Regions from separate parts of the Sus scrofa genome. Here region 1 is linked to region 2. The links are chromatin contacts, called in public HiChIP or PLAC-seq maps. All regions are on one chromosome and are shown on one strand. The core of a region is the stretch at or near the end of the contact, and the rest is flanking DNA. Distances in the headings are between cores, read along the strand shown. Region 1 has its middle 150 kb from the start of SPRY2. Region 2 has its middle 250 kb from the start of NDFIP2.

Region 1 (6,343 bases), core at 3,559-6,058, 260 kb after region 2:
TTGCATTCCTTAAAACCAGGGACTGTCACCATGAAAGAGAAAAGGTTCTCGAGAGGAAGTAGCTGTCAAAGATGGCTAGACTGGAAATTTTCCTTATCTTGACAGCGGTTTTGACTGTAATGGATTAACCCCCAGGATTAGTGTTTGCCTCCTTTCACCTCTTCCCTCTCTCTTAAGCCAATGTCTGGATCCCTGTGATGTTGTTCTATTGTCTGGAGACATTTTTTTTTTTTTTTTCTTTGTCACCATGGGGAGAGGGGGTGCTACTGGCATCTAGTGAGTCAGGAGTAATGCCCAACATCTTCTAAGGTATGGGAGAGTCCCTCCCCCCCACAAAAATTATCTCCCGACACATCAGCAGCGCCCAGGTTGAGAAGCCCTGCTTTCAGCTCTCCTTACACACCTCAGAGCCTGCGTGTCAATGGATAGCAGCACTTATTTTGCCTCAATATGTGCCCTTGTCATAGTTTTCTCCTTTAACATAAAATAAATGGACCATGTATCCTTCTGGAAAGGAAATATGCTTCTGTGCTCAAAATCTTCCTGAATAATAGCAAATAAAATTACATATAACTGACTCAGGCAGAGGCCCATGAGTGAACTGCATGCCACTGATAGACAATAGGAATTTGCACTTAACCAAGTCATTCTTGGCCCTGGTTGCTTGTTATAATTACCAGGAGAGGTTTTTAGAAGGACCCCACCCCCGGGAGGTGCTGGCTTCATGGGTCTTGGTTCAGACCTGGGCTGAGGTGCCTTTCAGAGCTCACCAGCTGGTTGCAGTGCATGGGAGCCACTGATTCTAGCCTTTGGGTACCACTGTCTGCGATGCCAACAAGGTCAGGAATTCATTGGAGCGTTCAGACTAAGACCCATTTTGAAAATGAGCTAGGGAAATAAAAGTTTTAGGAGTTTGCTTGGTATTCTGATCTTATCAGTTTTCTCTAGACAGCTGGAGGTTAAAGAGTCAACACCAAGATTCTCCTAGTGTCTATCAGCACCTGCTCAAGTCCATCTGAAGGACTCCCAGAGGGAATCTAAACGCTCATATTTAAAAGCAGCGTCATCTATGAGTGCTAGATGAGCACAATGCTCTCGCTTTCCACGTGTGTTTGTCCTTCCTTTGCACTGGGCTTTTTATACCATGTAAAATGCATGCAGAACCAGCTCCACTCTTGCCTGATAGATACTATCTCAAAAGATGCATTTTCAACAGAGAGGTGGGATGTATTTAAAACCAAAATATTAGGGAATGCAAATTTTCGTAGACTAATGTTTCTCCTTTCTCTTCTCATAATCCCCTGGAGTGAAAAAGACAGCTTTTCCCCTTTTCACTGTTTCCCTCCTTCCAAATGCCAGCCTCTAGGCTAAGCCTTAGCAGGCAACGTTGATACTTTCTCTACAAATTTGGAGGACCCATGATGGAGGTCTTTCTGGTGTTGCTGGTGAAATGTCAAGATGAGTGTGTGCTCATGTACAGGGAAGGGTACTGGAGAAGGAAGGCGATGAGGAAAGGTATAGTCCAGGGACTTAGCCAATCCCAGTGCTGCTCTCCACAGAGCCTGCCTGTCAAGCCCATTGCGTTGTTATTGGATCAGGTCCCTGTTCCATCCCACCTGAAGTGATAGGCTGTAGCTCAGCCTTGAAATGATTTGAAAGAAATTTTACTTAAGGGAAGCAATTTAAATATACAGGTTTAATATTTGTAAAAAATATCATTCCTGGGAGTTCCCTGGTGGCCTACTTAACGACTCAGCCTTGTCGCTGCCGTGGCGCAGGTTCTATCCCTGGCCTGGGAACTTCTGCATGCTATGGGCGTGGACAAAAAAAATTATTCCTGTAATAAAAACACGCATAGGCTGAAGCTGAGTTGGCCAAATGCAAGTGCTGTAGACCAGCATAATTGTCCAATATTAAGTCTGAACAAAGAAGAATTGGCCCTCCACCACCAAACATGGCTGTGAGAGTCACAGGAAAGGCACCTGCCGAAACCTCAGCCACAGAGAAATCCTTCAATAAACAGGGGCTGCTCTTGTGATCGCCACTGCTTTCTTCTCTGGCCCCAGGTTTTATCTCTTTTACTTCCCTTCCAAGGTACCTCGTGTCTTCTGCTCCAATAACGGAAGTGGGGTTTGACCATGCAGAAGTAGGATTGGGTCAGATGACCCAGAAAGAGTGAGACCAATAATCAGGGGAACTGGAAAGTGAGTGTTCATTCATTAGGAGAAGGAAAATAAGAGGGTTGATGGGAACCTCAGGTTACGGTACAAAAAGGATATCCTCGACTCTCCCTTCATTTTCTTTGCTCACTCTGTGGTAGAACATTTTCATCCTTCCCTAGAAATTCCAACTTTGAATTTTCTAGAGAAGAAAACAATGTCGTATCTTTAGATAAGTTTACCTTTAGAATTTCTTTTAGAATTCTCCGTCTCATTGGATTTCACTTTCCGTTTTTATGTTTCAATATTATACATTATGCTACTGAAAGCATTTTTGCCTGTAAAAAGTGAATAATTCTCTTTTATGACTATAGAATTTGAGATAACTGGTCCTCCGGACTTTACTGGGTACACATGTTTGGTTTGTTACCTGATAAAATGAGGATAAAAATACTTAAATTGTTGTGAGGGTTAAATTAAATATCTGAGTGTATATAAAGCTTAGCACATTAAATATGTGCTAAAAAATGTTCATTTACTTTCCTCTTCATACAGTAGTTACTCAATATAAGTGTTTCTACTAACTGCAAATGACTTGACTCCCAAAAAAGGTAGCGACATATTAGTATTTCTTCAAATCCACAGTCCAAATTTTGGGTATCTTGCAGACTTTCCTAGATATTTAAAAGAAAATCTGGAAAGGAGACACAACCGTAAGATTTAGTACTTCGCAAATACAATATGCCTGAGTATTTCGGATTTGCTTTCTCAGGAAGTTCTGACTGAATAACTAGATGTATGGAAGGCTATTAACATTCAGCTTGGATTCTGCAAAGAGAAACAGCATTCAAAATTTCCTTCTCAATTATCTTTCTCCATTACGTCTATTCTGAGGCAAGAGAAAAAATCTAGGTAGGCTGGATTTTATTCTAGAAAGAGACTCTTTTCTGTTCTTCAGTGTGAGTCTCAGAGGGATCACAACTAAAGGCAATTTAGAGGAATCCTGTTTGGAAAGAGCTGAATCCCAGGCTTTGGGAACAGGGAGCTTCTGCCCCCATGGACAGAGCTACTGCAGGATTTTAACCCTTTGTGAGCATTGTTCTGGGAAGAGGGAAAGGACATGCCTTACACAAGAAGGCGTGTTGCCGATTTGAAGTGAATTCAGTGCCATCTTTCTCTGCAAACACTCACAGCATAACTTTAATTCCAGATTAAACCAGAGAAAGGCAGAGGCATTGTTGGTGAGACACAGTGGAGTTACTGTTCAGAATGTCTCATGGCTCCGAGGCTGATTCGGAGGAAAATGGGTCCAGCTTCTGGACCCAGAAAAGATAATGATCATCCAAAAGTAGTTCCAGATTGTGCCCCATAAACAAAATGCATCTAAATGCAGGTACTGTGAGAAGTGGAGGTGGGGAGGGGGCTAATGGCAAAGTTACGCCTCCACTTTTTAATTCCTCTTGACATCTGAAGGTGGTTGGTCAATGAGGGCTCGTGCATTTGGAAAGGGCGTTAGCGGGTTAAGTACATTAGAAGGCTCCAGGATCAGGACTGATTCTCTTCTAGTTCTGTGGAAAATTCAATTGCCAGAATGTGCATTTTAAAGGCAAAAGTTAATGAGTTAACCATGAGAATAATAGCAGAGAATTTTTCCCTTCCATTTTTATTAAAAACAGATCAAGTATAATTTTTAATAAATAAATACGCCTTCCATTTTTATTAAAAACAGATCAAGTATAATTTTTAATAAATAAATATGCCTCAAAAATAGAGCCAATATGGCTTTTAGCGTGAACTTAGACTTACTTCCAAACTGCCCTATGTTCATTAAAGTTGCAAAAAATAAGCCTTTGGCAGCTTTAAGATTAGGTATAGGAAAAGATCAAATAACAAGACAGACCATCATTATGCTAAAATGTTGGCTGAAAATAGTAAGAAGCAAAATTCTACATATGGTTAAGGTCTTAACAATCTATTTTTAAAGATGCTGGAAGGAAATATACAAAGTGTTCATGATGGTTGCCTTCAAGTGGTGGGATGATGGTTGAACTTTTCAGCCTTATATTCCTACTTCTATATGTCGTATCATCTACATGTTTTATTTTTACAATCCGGAGAGGGGGGGAAGAAAACAAACCTTCAATGATATCATCATATAGCAATATCAGAATGCCTACTTCTGTTTTGGTAGAGGTGACATTCACATCGCAAGGTTCTGGCCACCATTCTCTTTCCTCTTACATGCTAAATTCATCAAATCATGCCAAGGAATGTCTTATTCCTCATTAATCCCAATGAGAATTTTAGTTTGAAACAAGGAGTTCTGATTTTTCTTTTTCTCCATCCTAACACAGCATTTGTGCTTTTTCTAGACTCCAAATGAGATGCCTTCAACAAACCAATTTCCGAGGCGGTAGAACAACAGCCTCCATAGAGCCCCAAGCCAGCAGCGTCGCTGTTACTTTAAGAGTAGCATGCCGCCTCCCCCTCACACCCACATACTGGTCCTCTCTTTGCACAGCAAGTGCCAAGCGGTGACATCTACTATAGTTTCTAGGACACGATGGTCTCTGCTATACAGGGGGAAAAGGGAGAGAAAGAAGGCGGGTGGTGAGGGAGAGGGAGCACAAATCCAGCTATGTTCCCAGAGGATGAGTCACTTCCTCGCAATAATCCTGAGATGCTGTTTATGGCTGTGCTGCTGATAGGCAGCCCAGCTCGGTTTCTCAGCAGAGCTGCGGGCTGCAGCCTCCCCCCTGGCTGTCCATTAATCACGAGGGGCTGTTACCAGTGTACACAGAGTGGGAGTTCTGCCTCCGAGTGGCCTCTAGGCTGTCTCCAGCTCAATGAAATGACCCTGTGTGAAAACTTGTTTTATGAGAGATTGGTTTATTTGTAACTAAACTACTTCCTCCGTTATTTGATAAGCTCAAATATTTGCTACTGATAGTCTGAGAGTGTCACATTTATTATCCTCTTTCAGGGGTTGCTTAACTCCTTTGGAACGGACTCCATTAACCCTTGGAGGGGCTGCCGTTGCTTTTAATGGGACCAGCTTCTATTTTCTTTCCAGCGAAGCCAGTGCCATTTTTGAGGCAATCAGCCCGGCTCAGCTATGACATGGGGATCAAAGAGAGGCCTTTCTTTTCCAAAGCAGAATGTAGACAACTGTAGAAAGTGGGGGGGGGGGGGGTCTAGCCAACTCTCTGGGAGAGGGGGTTCTGAAGCCACCACGAAAAGGGAGGAACGCTCTTCCAACCCACTAAGCCTGGACGTGCTCTGCGGATGAGTGTTTCTGAAATCGTGGATTTTCAATATGTCACGATGACCTTCTGCTGTTCCTCAGACCCCCCAGATATCGTGCGGGCAGGCCACGCTGTCTGAAATCCTCTCGCATCCTGCAGTTTGAAACTTGGCCTTTTGGAGTCTGAGCTCATTTGCATTTGGCAGAACTTGATTTCCTGCTTCTACAGAAGGGGGGCGGTGGTGAAAGCCTTTACAGTGCTCTCTCAAAGGGCTCAAAGGGCTTTCGGAACATATTAAACTATGTTTCCAAGAGTTAAATGAACCAGAATGAGGCAGATTTCATTTGCAATGAAAAAGAAATACAGGCTTTGTTACATGCAACACACTTGAAAAACCTAAATGGAAATCTCTCTCCTGACAAACCCACGTTGGGGCTGTTTTTCAGTTTTCTTGCTCTCTGATCGGCTACACAGAGCCCTCAGTGAAGGGAGAAGAGGCTAAGGAAATAACCACTTATGTGTGGCAAAATGTTCCAGCCTTGCAGAGATTTTCCCAAAATCATTAGACCCACCAAAACGCTTTCCATTGGCCGGGCCCACACCTTCCTCATCAGATTTTCCACATTTCTGCGGACTCCAAGTCCTGTCCATCTGCCTTTCCTCAGAGAGCCAGTCATTGGTAGCCAAAAATGTAACCGAGTTTACTCTCATAAACCAGAGATCGCCTCGACTGTCAACCAGAAAAGAAAAAGAGGTTTTCTTAATTCGTTTTTAGAAGGTCAGAACGCGCACCTCTATGCATACCCACCCCCTCCAAAAAGAAGCTGAATTTCATGCAGCTACTTTCTGAGGGTGTGGAGAGGTGAACCTGAAGAGAGCCAGCCAAATCTGCTCCTCCGGAATGGTGACTGGCCACGAGGGCAAAGGTTAATTGCATGT
Region 2 (6,226 bases), core at 2,847-5,346:
CCTACCTCTATCCCAAGAAAGAGTGCTTTCATATTTCCCTCACTCTGGAGTACTCTAAGGCATTGAGAGTTTTTACTGTCTACTTGAACAGTTGATAATAGTCCTTTGAAGTAGAGCTTTGAACAAGAGATAAGGACTAGTCATCCAACCATAGCCCACACTGATGGTCAACGCAACCGTCTTGCTTTTCAAGCCTCTGAAGATTATTAATCTCACTCAATGTTACAGAGGAGCCATGGAATAGACCTGCTGATTCCGAACTTCTTTCTCTTCCTTGCCCTCCCTCTAACAGCCTTTATTTTTCTTAAGTTGTGTCTGCAGACCTGCTGATTCTGAACTTCTTTCTCTTCCTTGCCCTCCCTCTAATAGCCTTTATTTTTCTTAAGTTGTGTCTGCAGGGTATAAGTACAAAGGAGAGTGGCCTTCTGCATCAGCCCTCCTTCTCCTGGGCAGCATGGCCTCAAATGAAGTAAAGCAGAGTGTAAATGTGCAGACTTTCCTTTCTGATTAAACGGTTTCAAACAGGAATCTCGCAATAGAAGTGTTCTTTTTGAAAAGTGTCAGTAGCAGATATTAGGAGTATTTTTCTTGAGTGGGAGGGACATTTGACAAGGGCCTCAGTGGCTGGTACTAAGACTGATACTGTGCTATTGGCTGATTCAATCCAGAAAGGGGAGGTGATAGATCCAGTGCCACTGAGACTTTATTCTTGCATTCTTATGCTTTAAAGAGAATTGAGACAGATTCTCAGAAATGGGCTAAATAGCCGCAGGAAAGCTGAAGAACTCCTTAAAAGATTTAACCTCCCTCTACTTGCCCTGCAATGGGTCTTCACTTTGCCCAAGAGAAAACTAGTCAAAGGGCTCATTTAGAAACGTTTTCATTCTGTTGAGACTGGTTCAAACATTTTCCCGAAACTTCTTTCTAGACCAATCTGGTTTTCCTGCCAAGAAATCTACTTTCACTGCTATTCTGTTTCCTGGGATTTGGACATTTTAGCTATTGATTGCTTTCTGTGGTTTTTCTCTTGGTTTTGTCTCCCTGTGCAGCTTACTCACGTTCAGAAATCTAAGTTACCTCACTCTGTGAAACTTCTCGTTCCATATTGTTCAAAAGCAGAGCCAGAGGGCAAGGCAGCTCCTGTCACATTAACGTGCCAGAGGCCCGGGACACTCCCTGTGGCTTCCTGGGCTCTCCCCCTCAGCCCGCAGGTTCCTGAAGTCAGACAAGGTATTGTCATGCGGATTACACTGATTAGCGCTACGTCAGTTAGGTAACAGGAGCCCTTTCAATGGTGTCCTAGGATTCTGTCAGGTTGACTGTTCAAACACTGGTTTTTGGGATCCCCTCCAGCATTCCTTAATGTAATTCAGGCACGTTATTGCAGGTTTTATTTGAGAAAGGGGCTACTTACTTGTCACTTAGTATATCTTGAGTTTTAAGTCAAAATCTTAGCCAAAAAAAAAAAAAAAAAAAAAAGCAAAAGATAGGAGAGGATATGGTGTAAAGTGGGGGTAACTTGGGGGGAGGCTGAAAAGAACATAATGCAGTAGCGTATCAAATGCCAAACTTCCATTAAGGGCGCTGTGTTCTGGGGAATGTGGTTTTTGTTTTGTTTTACATAGAAACTGTAATAATTTTGTGCCTGTTTAGGGTTTTACGCTTCCAAGGGTAATGATCTAGTGAATTAAACAAACAAACAAAAAAACAGGGATATAGGCAAAAAAGTTCAGGTTTGAGCTGCTTACAGGGCTGGACCCATGTGCTTCTGTGTTCCACCCTTGGGTGGGAGAGAACGCTCTAGGCTCCTGGTGGATACCCAGTTCACCGTGGTGTGGGGTTGGACTGGATGCTCTTAGAAGGGAGGCAAATTCCTGGGAGCCAGGGCAGAGGCAGTGGCTCCAGGTGAGTCAAACTGTTAGTGCTGCTGGAAGGAAAAGGCCCGGCAGCTCCTTGGAGATGCTTAGAACTTTGGCGAAGGCAGAGGAGATGAGATTTTAGAAAATCCACCATTGGACAGAGTCTCTTAGGTAAATATGAATCATCAAGATTTGGCAGAATTTCTCTGTGCAGAATCTCTGTAGATTCCCCCATAAGGAAGTTTCTCCTAACCTGACATAGATGAGAGATTGAGAACAGCAAGCGTTCCAGAAGCATATGCTCTGCTGATTCTAAGCAAGGACCTTTTCCAGACCTGACCCTTTTCCCTCCTCAGTTCTCCAGGCATTCTGATCCTGTCCTGGAGTGCCTTCAGGATACACAGCCCTGAGATGCTTTTTAAATTATGAAATATAAATATAACATAACCCTCAGTCACCTCTAGGCTAAATCTAATGGAAATACAGGCTCCATCATTTTACTGCATTTTTCTTTAGGATCTGGGTTATTTATTAATAATGTACCCCCATACCCTACCACAAATATACACATGTATACGCAACACACACTCACAGATGCATGCAGATACAGCACTGGATATTCTGGATTGGTCAGTTTCTTCTTTTTTTTTTTTTTTCTTTTTATCAGACAGTACCTGATAGGTCAGAGCAATGCAGCCAAAACCAGCCCAACCAGGGAGGCAATTTGGCACAATAACAAGTGCAAGCTCAGTAAAGAGTGTTCTTTTAAAATTTATCTATCAATTATGGCCTTGGGTAGTTGATATAAACTCTCCACAACTTAAGGTCCTAATGAGTAAAAAAAGGTTTCATAGAATTACTCACAGTATTATCTATCTACCTATCTATTTACATTTTAATACATACCTTTAAAAAAAGTGTCTATCTAGCTTGGTACCTGCATCCAATAAAGGGGATTACTGTTTCTCTTCTCATATGGGCTAAAGACCTCCTTATAAAAATTGAAGCCTAAAATCAATTTGTGGCTATTTAAAAAACTGTAGTACTTTGAAGAATGCATCTCTCCCCCTCTGTTTGTTTCCTGGGAGAGCTAGTCTTCTTTGCAGTTACAAATGCCATCAGGATAATACATAGGTACAGCCTTTGCATTGTGGTGTTCAGATAGCTCTGGTGAATTGTTAGCTGATTTATAAGACTGTTGAAAAAAAAGGGAGATGCAAGAATATTTCTCTATCTCTGCTGGTTCAAGTTACACATTCCCATTTCAAAACTGGTGTCATTCATTCTGAACGGTCTCAAACAACCCTAAAGCAGAGGATCCATCTTTGATCTATTTAGCATGGACTATTTGCTTTCCTTATGAGTCTGATTTTTGAGTCAATGCCCTTAAAAGAATAATAATATTTTCTTCAACACTATCTTTAGACCTTTCCCAGTTAGATGCTTTCAAGTATCTTTTTCTTTCCCTTCTGGCTTCTCCCAGCTGTTGAAGCTGTCTTAGGATGCTGCCAACTTCCATGGCCCCCTTGAGAAACCATCTCATAGACGGGTTGGGATGGGGGTTGGAGGCTGGGGGTGGGCAGATAGTTTCCTCCTGAGATAAAGGTGATACGACCCACATCCATGCCTGGGTATCTTTTCCCTCACACGTAGCTGTTAATTCTGCTTTTGAAAGTCAGGTTTTAAAAGAAAGAGAAAAAAAAGAAAAGAAAAGAAAAGAAATGCTCTTGCTGAAGGACTGCGGAGAAGGGAGCAGGAGTGGTTGCTCTGAGCTTTGAAACATGCACGCGTGTGTGTGACACACACACACACACACACACACACACACACACACACGGACAAAAGGATAAGTTGAAAAAGAATGCAGCAACCCCTGCTTGTCTAACAGTCTGGTCAGCCCCACAGATGAGGAAGTGCTGCTTTGTTCCAAGCCAAAGCCTTGTTTTCTTGTTCATTGTCTTTCAGGGTAAAATCCGGGGGTGGGGGGTGGGGCATTCACCTGTCTGATGCAAAGTTAAACTGCTGGCTTTAATGTGACTGCATGGGAACTCGGGTTTATTAATGAATACAACATACCCTCTTTGATTTGAAAGCTTTCACCCCGCTGAAAAGATTCAAAAGGCATCGCTTCCTGCACCAGAGGCATTCCTTTATCCGTCTCAGTGGTTCTCCCCTACCCAGCTGCTATATCTCATTAACAAGCATTTGACCACTGCAGCAGGCCTGGGAGTGTTGACACTTGAAAGGCCCAGGCAGGCGTGGGCAGGCCATCAGCTATGGCAACAGGAAACTGCCCCGGAGACAACACTGAGAAAACAGCAGCTGCAAAAGCCAAAGTCAGAACAGACATAAAGGATTGCCTATCTCCACATCGGGCTGGGGTATCGGTGCGTGCCTGTGGGTCTGAATTCACACGTCTATTTACTCTCTTTATGGGATATAAGGTTCGCTACCGACATGGATCAGACTCTAGACTTGTTGACAACCCAGAATGATTTTTGGACTTGAAGGCTCTTGAATCCTTAGGTTTGAAAAACCTTATTCTCTTCAATAATGTGCCTTCCTATTTATACACATGAGAACATTCACCAGAGGCCTTAAACTTGATATACACACTCACTGGAAGAAGTCGTATGTACAATAAAAATGTGCCTGCCTGAATCCGTGTCCGCTTTTCATGCTACCGTATTATTTTTCAGAAACAAGTCAACCTGTAAAACTGTCCCATAAATATGTAAGATTATTCTGAGCGTCTTTGGTTTAGGAATCAAACTGTGATGGTTTCATGTAGAATATTTAAGAACAAAACAGTCATTTCAGTTGTGTAAAGACAGCTCATAAAATGAAGTGGGATATTCCACATATGTTCTTATTGATTACAGTAATTTTAAATGTCTATTTTAATCAAATTTATTTGCCATTCATTGAAATGTAGGCTATAGAGGACCATGCCCCTACATTGACTGCGAAATGTTATCACTGTATTTATCAGAGGAGCTCAAAGTACAGATGTCAATTAGAGTGTCTCAGGCAGTGGTTGGATGTCTCCAAATCTTGAGTGTCTGTGTTCAAGCTTATAAGTGTATTTTTTGAGGATAGGTAAGCAGTGGTTCAAAATCAGTTTTTCATTCATAAAGAAAATGAAGTCACTTCATGTTAAAGAAAGAAACTAAATGAAAAAAGATGCTAATGTTACAAGTGAGGTTAGTTGACTGCCACTCAAAGAATACTGAATTTTTTTGCTGTCATCCTCTGTACATTAGACTCATAATTATTATACTACCTGTACTAATACTTTTTTCTTTTCAATAATTTAGATTTATTTACATTTGTCTATCACTCATCATAAAACTACGCTGAATGATTCAGGTTGTTACTCTAAAATGGTTAATTAGATAAAATGCATGTAAACTTATTTTAAAATTGTTGCCAATTAACTCCTTTCTTGTCAGAAAATGTCTCTTGAATACACTGAATTTTCCAGTTCTACCTTCTCCACATTTTTTTTTTTTCCTTTCACTTTTCACGTTCCAGAGAAAGAGAAAAATATACCAACCACCCCTGAAAGTTTATGTTCTTGACGATACGGTAGAGATAGAAACTTCCTCCTGAGGGCCATTCAGACATTTCCATTTGGCTTGGTTTTTCCATCACAGTTGTGCTGGGTCACGCTCATGTCTGATGGGCAGGAAGATGCCCAGGCTCTAGAAACAGACGCCTTGGGAGCAGCTTCCCATTCTGCCACCTAACAGCAAGGCAGACCTCGATTAAGTAACTTAAGTTTTTTTATGCCTCACTAAGACTTACTAGTCTGTTAAATAGGGGTGAATTAATAGTCCTTAGTTCATAGGGTATTGAGAGGATTATATGGGTTTGTACACACATAAGCACTTCAACAACGCCTATCACATACTGAGCCTCAGTCGCACACTGAGGACTCAATGCATGTTACCCATTAGTGTTAATATCAACACTTTCCCTACCATCTCATACTCTCCCCCTCTACACTGCTCTATGTTGCCGCAGAGTTTACTGTAGCTTATGTTGTCATATGTGTGTGTTGATTTATTTATTTTATAAAACCCTTCCCATATCTTTCCCCACTCTAAGACACACACATGTAAAATAAGCTCTGTGAAACCATGAGTGTTATGTCTTATCTGCAGTTTATTCTCTTGAGTCTAGTATAGTTTTGACATATCCTAACGACTCAATAGATTTGTTGAATCTTGAATACTGAACAAATGAATTTGTAGATCTAAGCTCAGAGGCAAAAGGAAGCGAGAATGGGTTTTAATAAATTAACTGCATAATGGTAAAATGCCTGATGTGTATAGTTCTAGGGCCAGGTCGAATACTATTTTAAT

The links. HiChIP or PLAC-seq counts read pairs in DNA pulled down with a chosen protein or histone mark.
Region 1: a contact with region 2 is called in an H3K27ac HiChIP or PLAC-seq map of skeletal muscle, with 2.7 times the contacts expected there. The contact joins two enhancer-like sites. A contact is called at or near these places in 4 of 47 Hi-C or Micro-C datasets (embryonic fibroblasts and fetal skeletal muscle) and 1 of 2 datasets of contacts at active chromatin or transcription factors (skeletal muscle).

The regions. Positions count from the first base shown.
Region 1 is chr11:52,002,938-52,009,280 of Sscrofa11.1, forward strand. No RefSeq gene overlaps it. Among named protein-coding and RNA genes, the nearest start is that of SPRY2, 150 kb to the right of the region's middle. Within about 2 kb of position 4,809, at least 45 of the 83 cell types and tissues checked have an H3K27ac peak or open chromatin away from gene starts, as enhancers often do. A contact at or near this core is called in fetal skeletal muscle and skeletal muscle, where this site is marked.
Region 2 is chr11:51,743,300-51,749,525 of Sscrofa11.1, forward strand. No RefSeq gene overlaps it. Among named protein-coding and RNA genes, the nearest start is that of NDFIP2, 250 kb to the left of the region's middle. Within about 2 kb of position 4,097, at least 27 of the 83 cell types and tissues checked have an H3K27ac peak or open chromatin away from gene starts, as enhancers often do. A contact at or near this core is called in fetal skeletal muscle and skeletal muscle, where this site is marked.